Regions from separate parts of the Pan troglodytes genome. Here region 1 is linked to region 2. The links are chromatin contacts, called in public HiChIP or PLAC-seq maps. All regions are on one chromosome and are shown on one strand. The core of a region is the stretch at or near the end of the contact, and the rest is flanking DNA. Distances in the headings are between cores, read along the strand shown.

Region 1 (3,975 bases), core at 1,218-3,717, 190 kb after region 2:
CTATTCCAGGCCGCAGCAGCTGTGAGGCCACGCTGTACAATGACTTAAGTAATGGACTAGGAAACCTAGCCCAATCTAGCTCTGCCTCTCACTGAATGGGTGAGTCTGGGAAGGCCGTGCTCTGCTGAGCTACACAGGTAACTCAGCTTGGACTAGGGGGCTGGCATAGTGATGAAGAATATAGTCAGAGATGTGATTTATTATGGAAAAAGAATCAACAGGACTCAATAAATAGATGTATCACTGGCATCCAGCTCAAATGCCACGTTCTCAGACCCTCCCTGACCAACCTAAGGTAGGACTCCCCTACACCTACAAGTTCACTCTTTATCTCATTTCATATCCATTCAAATCCTGGTTTCGTGTTATTGACGGCTCTTATTTGAAAGACTCCAATTTATTTCCTTACATGTTTGTTGTTTGTTTTCCCCTACCTTCTTTGTTCTGTTGTTGATTTAAATACTGTGAGGACTAAGGGAGAAGACTAAGTCAGGACGATCCCCCAAGTTTCTGGTTTGGGCAACTGGGTGAAAGATGGTGCCATTCACTGAGATGGGGAACAGATTTGGGACCGACAGAGGGAAGATGATGAGCTCTGTTCAGGGTACCTACCTGATGTAAGGTACCTGTGGGGCACTGAGAAAGAGATATTAGTAAATGACTGGATGCGAAGGAACCACTGCTCTGGATTGGTGACTTGTAGAGAGGGTAACTGAAGCCACAGGGTTCATACTAAGAAAGTAGAGAACAAGAAGACTAGAGCACCTAGAATACAGCTCTGAGGAACAGCAACATTTGAAAGACCAAGAAAAGCCATGAAAAACCAGAGCAGGTCCGGGAAAGAACAGGATCCCTTGGGCAGAAAAGACCCACAGAGTCCTACTCTGCATGCATTTGCCACAAGGATTGAGTGGGTAATCACAGTTGGGCATGAGCGTGCCCCCAGAACCAACCCTAGGAGACTGGAGAGCTCGCACAAATGGCTCAAAGTGGGAGGGCAATCTTGGCCTGTGTCTGAATGAAGGTAGCTTACCTTATTGAACCTGGCAAAGGGGTAGTCCTTGCCCTCCTCCGCTGCACGTCGCCAGTGGAAGAACATTGCTCCGTCCTTGCGGGCCGGGTTGGTGAATGGCATCCACTTCCAAGGCCGCACCTTCTTGGAGCCCAACTTGGCCTTCACTGTACGGTACCCCTGGCCAGTGTCACTGGGTAGCAGTGGGGGTGCATCCCTGGCAGGGAGGTTTAGGGAGATGCGAGGTTAGAATCAGAAGGTGTGTTAAAGAGCTTTTTGTCCCAGGGAGCTGATCTACCCTACCCTATAGCAAGAAAGTCATGTCCTGGAGCAAAAGATTTCAGGTCCTCCTGCATCCTGCTAAGCAAGCAGGAGCCCTTGCTGGGGAGGAGAAAATTGTTAGAGAAAACTAGTAGTTAGGGGCATGGCAGGTGAATCAGGGGCCAAAACCTGGGGGACTTGGGACTCCAATACTTGCTTCTTGTCAGAGTAGAGCAAGGCATAGACTTCCCGGTGCATGCCCTCGGGCCTCTTGAAAGTCAGTGTCTCAGAGGACTTCTTGGACTTTTTCTGAGGAAGGAAACCACAGAAAGGAACCACAACCTAGACCTTTTCCTGAAAATTCTTTAGTCCAGCTCAATCCCTGAACAAAGCAGCACCTACAGGGTCAATGACAGGCAAACTGACACACTGTAAAGGCACAGAAACCCACTCCCAGGGACACCATCCTACCCCCAAATCAGAGCAGTCCCCTCCCCATCCCACCAACTCTCAGACTGTTACAATGTCTTGATCTCTCCCCAACAATATCTTGCAAAAATCACACTTGCCTGGTCCTCTCAGCTCTTAGAGGTGTCATACCCTCTTGGTCCCACCATCTCCCACGATGTCCCATCTCCTCCCTCCCATCAAGGATGACACATATTCCCTGTCCTGTTATGTCACCCCTTTTATCGCCCAACTCACTGTAAGTGTAGCACCCATCCCTTGCCCGTTGTCACTCCTCCCCATCTTCACTCCCCTACCCTCCCCTAGCCAACGCTTTCAGGTGCCCCTGCTACCTTGTCCGGGTTGATAATGTCCTTCTTGCTGATGGTCCCAGAGGCTGCATCCCCTTCTGGACCCCCGAGTTCTAGAATGTCCCGTACATCCGCGCCCGTAGCCATCGCGCCTGAGAGATGGGGGAGCCACCGGAGGTCAAGGGTCGGTGCCTGAAGAAGGACCAGGCTCAGGTCAGGGGGCGGGGCCAATCCAGACCTAAGCGGAGGCGAGGTGAAGGGGCGGGCCAAGAGGAGAAGGGTGGTCCAGGTCAGGTCGGGGATCTGCCTGTTCCCCACCGCTTGGATGTTCCTAACGGCCCCTTCAGCCACCTGGGCCCTCGCACTTCCGCACCTGGGTCCGGCAGCTGCAGCCCCCACTACCACTCCCCCGTCCCCGCACAGCCGCGGCAGAAACTTCCGGCGGTGCTCATTCGGAACGCGGCCGACAGAAACACTTCCGGTCGGTGTTGTAGGAAAGGAAGCCGACTGGCAACCGAGGGTGAAAGCTACTGGCCGTGCTGAGCTTGCCACCCTTTGGTTCTCCCGCGAGCCTGTTTTCATTGGTGCACTGCCTGCTTTCTGGCATTTTCCCTCTACGATGCTCCGTTGCGTCTCAGGCAGTGAAGAGATACCAGAACTTTGTGACTTTGGGAAGTCACTTAATTTCTCTGGACCTTTTTCTTCATTTGCAGAATGGAAATTGTAATGGCACCTGTGTAAATGAAATACCAAGAATCCTTGTAAAACATTAGCACGGTGCGTGGGACATTTACTATTTTTTTATTAAATGAGTTAATGATTTGAATTGCCCCCTCTTCATTAAGTGCTAATATGTACTAGGCACTGTGCTAAGCTTGGAGATGAAGAGATAAACTTTAAATTGTGATAAGCTTGAAGATGAAGAAATAAAGGCAGAGCTTCCTAGGGCGGCTGCCAAAATGGAGTAAAGTGTGGGCCCTCATTTGCACCTCCTCTGATGGAGATATCTGTGGGTTGTGGCCTCGTGGGGATTTCCTGGAGGCCAGCTTCGTGGCACTTCACTAGTACAGGAGCTAGCTGCACTCTTTGGGGTACGAAGAAGCCCAAAACACAGCCCCAAGCAGGAACCAGCTTAGAAGTATCCCTCAAGGGAATAAACCTGGGGATCTTCCTGGAAAGAGAGAGACAGGAGGTCCTGAGGAAGGGCACAAGGGACAAGGAAAGCAGCTCCCAGCTTCAGCAGTCTGCAAACCAGCCTGTCAATTTGAAGGACACATAGTCTGTGGGATAGGGTGGGGCTTGTTAAGGCATTAAGAAGGCCAGACCCCAAGTCAAGACCTGCCAAAGATACCAGCAGGGACTAGAGGAGCAGACAGTTTGCACAAGTTAGCTATAAGTGGTGTAGCCTGTTCTGGCCTGGAGAAGACAAGGGGATACAACAGCTGTAGCCACAAGCCTGACTAGTCCCCAAAACTTTGGAGAACTAGGCCTGGAGGTACAAACCTGTTCCTGGGTCTGATTCCTGGATGGATCCACTGAGCTCCAAACAGTTTCTGGAGGAAGTCACAGTCTTACAGCAGAAATTGTCCACAGGGTAAGGAAATGGTCCTTGGAGCCAGAAAGGGAGAGAGCAATTGGCTGCCTGAAACACTTGACCCTAGTTGTAGTTAATTAATTGTGTAATTACTTGTTTAATATGTATCTCTAATAGACTCATTTCTGTGAAGACAGGGATCACAGTACATAAAGGAATGTATGTGCCAGGCACTGTTCTAGACTCTGGGCATTGCAGTGGGTGAACGAGATACAAATAGCTACTGGTGGAGCTTATATTTAGTGGAGAAGGAGAAACACTAAGGAAATAGACAATAAAATTAATAATGTAGGTTTTGATGGTAACAAGAGCTAGGAAGGAAATGAAATAGAGCGATGGGATGGAGAACT
Region 2 (4,081 bases), core at 257-2,756:
ACAAGCGCGGCGGCAGTGGCCGCAGGACCGCAGCGACCGGCGTGCTCACTGAAAAGTTTTGTTCTCAAGTCAGAAGAGAAATTGTTACTCAGTTTAAGGCAGGTCTAAGATAAAAATAAAACTACAAGTAGAGTAGTCGAGTAGCCCTCGTCTCCACGATCGTCCTCCCGCCTTGCTCAGTAGAACCGCTGGGAGAGGGGGTCCCGACCCCGAAAATCCCGGGAGATCCCACGTGTCGGGCTACTCTACGGCCAGGCCGGTCCAGCCCAGCGGAGTGGGGAGTTCACCGGTGGCGTTTAGAACGGTCCGCCTCTATGCTAGCACCTGCCTCCTTCCTGCCCGCAGAGGATCCATCCATCCTACCCCACCTCCCTCCCTCCACACCCGCCCCCGCTAGGAAAAAGTCAGCCGAGCCCCGGGGTCCAGGGCTAAACAGCCACTCCCCGGGTATCCCGCGGAGCCGGCTGTGTGTGGGGTGGAGGCTGTCGGGGTAGTTTCTCATTCGGATCGCCCCTTCTCCATCCGCCCGCCGCCTCGGGCTCCCCACTGAGTACCACCCAGCCCTGGCCTCGCCGGAAATCAACGCGGGGTACATAGGGGAGCCCGGAAATCACCGGGGGGTGCACCAGAGAGCCCGGCGAGAAGGCATTCTCGCGATCGACCCGAACAAAGTGGGAATGGGGCTTATTAAGAGATGGAGAAAAGAAGTCCTGCTCCCTTCCCTTGCAGTGCCCTCACCCTCCCAACTTGTCCAATTCCCGCGTCTGGTCCCTCCCCCTTGCACCTCCCCCCCTCCCCAAATAAAACACATTAAGGAAAACTCAAGACGGAAAGTTTGAGCGAGGCAGCGCACGGAGCGCGCAGGGCGCCGATGCCGAGAGGCTCCGTCGCGATGATCCAAGACGCGCCAGTCCGAGTCCCAGTCCCTGCCCCCGTCCAGAGGGAACCGCCCGAATCCCTAGGAAACGGACCCGGAAAGTTAGCCAGGTTCCTGAACAAGCCGGCCGCCCTCGCACCCACCCCTCTTGGGTACGCACACACGTCCACACCCCTTTCTGATCTCCATACTTGCCGTGGAAATTCCTTGGGAGAACGGTCGCACTTTTCAGGACACGGAGGGAAGCAGGCGGAGAGTGTGGTGCATGAAAAGTCCCGGGTTCGCAGAGCCGGCGGAGGCAGCGGCGGCGGCGGCGGCGGCAGCGGCAGCAGCAGCAGTAGGCGGCTGGCCCCGGGTTTGTGTTCGCGAGCTGCCTGGGATTGCATGTACAGATCAAGAGACTCGGTTGGCGTGAGAGAAGGAGCAGTGCTGCCTCTCAGCGCTGGATCTAATCAGTGAATGAGCCTCCACTCTCCCAGGGACTCGGAGACACACACACGCGCGCACACACACACGCACGCACACATTCTCTCACACTCACACACATACAGGCACTCTGAGCACTGAATACATTAGGGCACTAAGGGACTCTGGGAAATGAAGTCCAGACCCAGGGCACTCCTGGAGAACAGACCTGCTGGCCCTCACCAAAGAGCTTGGAAGTCTTGGGGTCGCGAGCCATTGTGAACTAAAGAGAGCGTTGGCTTTTGTTTACATCCCTCCTCCCCCACCCGCAAAGGTCTCAGTGAATGGTTTCGTGCTTATTGTTCTTCCTTTCCTGAACCAAAAGGGACCAAGAGTAAATGGGCAAAGCTTGAAGACTGACATCCACTGCTGCTTAAATGACCCCCAAATCCTGGGTCCCTCAAAATCTCTGCCTTTTCCCAGAAAAATCTTACCTGCTGCTTTGTTCCTGGAATGCTTCTCTGGGTCTTTGACTATAATAATAAATAATAAATGAATATTAATAAAACTGTAACTTTTGGAGGAGGTGAAGGCCTAGTATAGCATCCAGATGTGAGAATAAAATTTTTTATTGGTGTTTTATTGATGTTTATATTACAGTTCATTTCAGATCATTTCATATCATCCTATAATTCATCAAACACAAAGATAAACAGGGGAAATGGATAGAGAACTAACATTCCTGAGTGCTTTCTAGGAGCTCGGTTATGAGACTAAATGCCTTTACATAATTTCATTTACTCCTAAGATTAATTCTGGAGATAATAATATTACCACTAGTTTATAGAAGAGGAAACTGGGGTTGAAAGGGTTTTGTAATTTGCCCATGAAAACGTGGTTAACAAGTCTTGGATAGCAGGTAGTTCTAGTTCTGAAAGCAAAGTTCAACCAAAATCAAATCCTGGTTTAAGAAGTCATTCCTGGCCGGGCGCGGTGGCTCACGCCTGCAATGCCAACACTTTGGGAGGCCGAGGCGGGCGGAACAAGAGGTCAGGAGTTCAAGACCAGCCTGACAAACATGGTGAAACCCTGTCTCTACTAAAAATACAAAAAGTAGCCGGGCGTGGTGGCATGCGCCTGTAATCCCAGCTACTCAGGAGGCCAAGGCAGGAGAATCGCTTGAACCCGGGAGGCGGAAGTTGCAGTGAGCCGAGATCACGCCATTGCACTCCAGCCTGGGTGACAAAAAAAAAAAAAAAAAAAAAAAAAAAAAAGTCATTCTTTTGTTTTGTAGTTAAGTGTCTAAAACCTCAGATTTCTCAACTGGAAAAAAAAAAGGGAGGGTGGGGAGAAATGGAGTACACACTGATAATCCACTTTACAGAGAACCACATAGGATTATAAATTGTCTAAAAAGAATGAGACTCAAAATCTCATTCTTGCTATTATTTCATTGTCCTTTTTACTTATGTTTAACATTAAGGTAGCATCTAAATATTAAGTATGTTTACATATATGTGTGCTGTTGGTATTTTAAAATTTTAATTGGCAACTCTAAATAAATTGTTAATTTGATCACTTAGAGTTCTACATTTACAACTATTTCTATAATTCGTGATATCAGGATTATTTGTTGAGGAACTTTATTTTTATTTATTTATTTATTTTGACATGGAATCTCACTCTCTCGCCCAGGCTGGAGTGCAGTGGTGTGATCTTGGCTTACTGCAACCTCCGCCCCGAGTTCAAGCGATTCTCCTACCTCAGCCTCCCAAGTAGCTGGGATTACAGGCATGCCCCTCCATGCCCAAATAATTTTTAGTAGAAATACAGTTTCACCATGTTGGCCAGGCTGGTCTCAAACTCCTGACCTCAAGTGATCCGCTTGTCTCGGTCTCCCAAAGTGCTGGGATTACAGGGGTGAGCCACCACGCCTGGCCTGTTGAGGAACTTCTAATCCATGTTTAATCATTCATTCATACACCAGCATTTATTATGTTAGGCTCTATTCTTTCCACTAAATTATTATTTCCTGCTGGATTGTAAACTTCATGAAGTCAAGAACCATGTTTGTTGCATTCTACATCATACCCTAAGCACCTTACAGCATCAGTCTCTTAGTTGAATGAATAAACGAGGATATAAAAATGAACTCCTGTCCTCAAAGAGCTCACCATCTAGTAGAGGAGACAAAGAAAGAGTTAGAAATCAATTTGATAACCACTATAATAAGGATGACCTTAGAATTTATTGATCTAACTGAGACAAGTTTGATGATAAAAAAGGGACACTTTTAATAATTACACTGGGATGACAAATGTGAACAAGGGCCATCCTGGGCCAAGCAGGTTGAATGGTCACCCTAGCTACATAAGGTATTTCATTCATTCATTTAACAAGCATTTATCGAGAACTCTCTTGCGTGGTGTGTTAAAGGAATTATAAGCCACTGATTTCCCTCAAAATTGAAATATGAAACATTGAGCAGCAAGAGATAGGCAGGAGAAGTGGGCCAAATCACAAAAGGCTTTGTATACTAAGCTAAGGAAAGTGGACGTTATCCTATAGATGATGAGAACCCCCTAGAGGGTTTTAGGGTTGTGACAGGGTAGGATTTCTGTTTTAAAACAAGCACTAGTTGCTGGGTGGACAAGATGGAGGTTAGACAAGAGGCAGGGAGGCCAATCAAAAAGTCTATCTCAAGTAATTCAGTTGAGATGAAGTAGGGCCTGAACCAAGGTACTGGGGCAGAGTGAGTGGAGAGGAGGGGACACATTACAGTGAGATCTAAAAGGTAGA

Evidence for each region. HiChIP or PLAC-seq counts read pairs in DNA pulled down with a chosen protein or histone mark.
Region 1: a contact with region 2 is called in an H3K4me3 HiChIP or PLAC-seq map of stem cell-derived excitatory neurons, with 2.5 times the contacts expected there. The contact joins the promoter of DMAP1 here to the promoter of RNF220 in region 2. A contact is called at or near these places in 1 of 1 datasets of contacts at active chromatin or transcription factors (stem cell-derived excitatory neurons) and 1 of 1 other capture datasets (stem cell-derived neural stem cells).

What each region holds. Positions count from the first base shown.
Region 1 is chr1:186,751,623-186,755,597 of NHGRI_mPanTro3-v2.0_pri, forward strand. DMAP1 (DNA methyltransferase 1 associated protein 1) reads right to left here and starts at 2,468. Exons shown (of 11, transcript NM_001246459.1): 1 at 2,405-2,468; 2 at 2,074-2,223; 3 at 1,491-1,582; 4 at 1,034-1,229. The coding sequence starts at 2,178.
Region 2 is chr1:186,560,969-186,565,049 of NHGRI_mPanTro3-v2.0_pri, forward strand. It overlaps RNF220 (ring finger protein 220), which reads right to left and starts at 1,507. Exons shown (of 15, transcript XM_016961307.3): 1 at 1,073-1,507.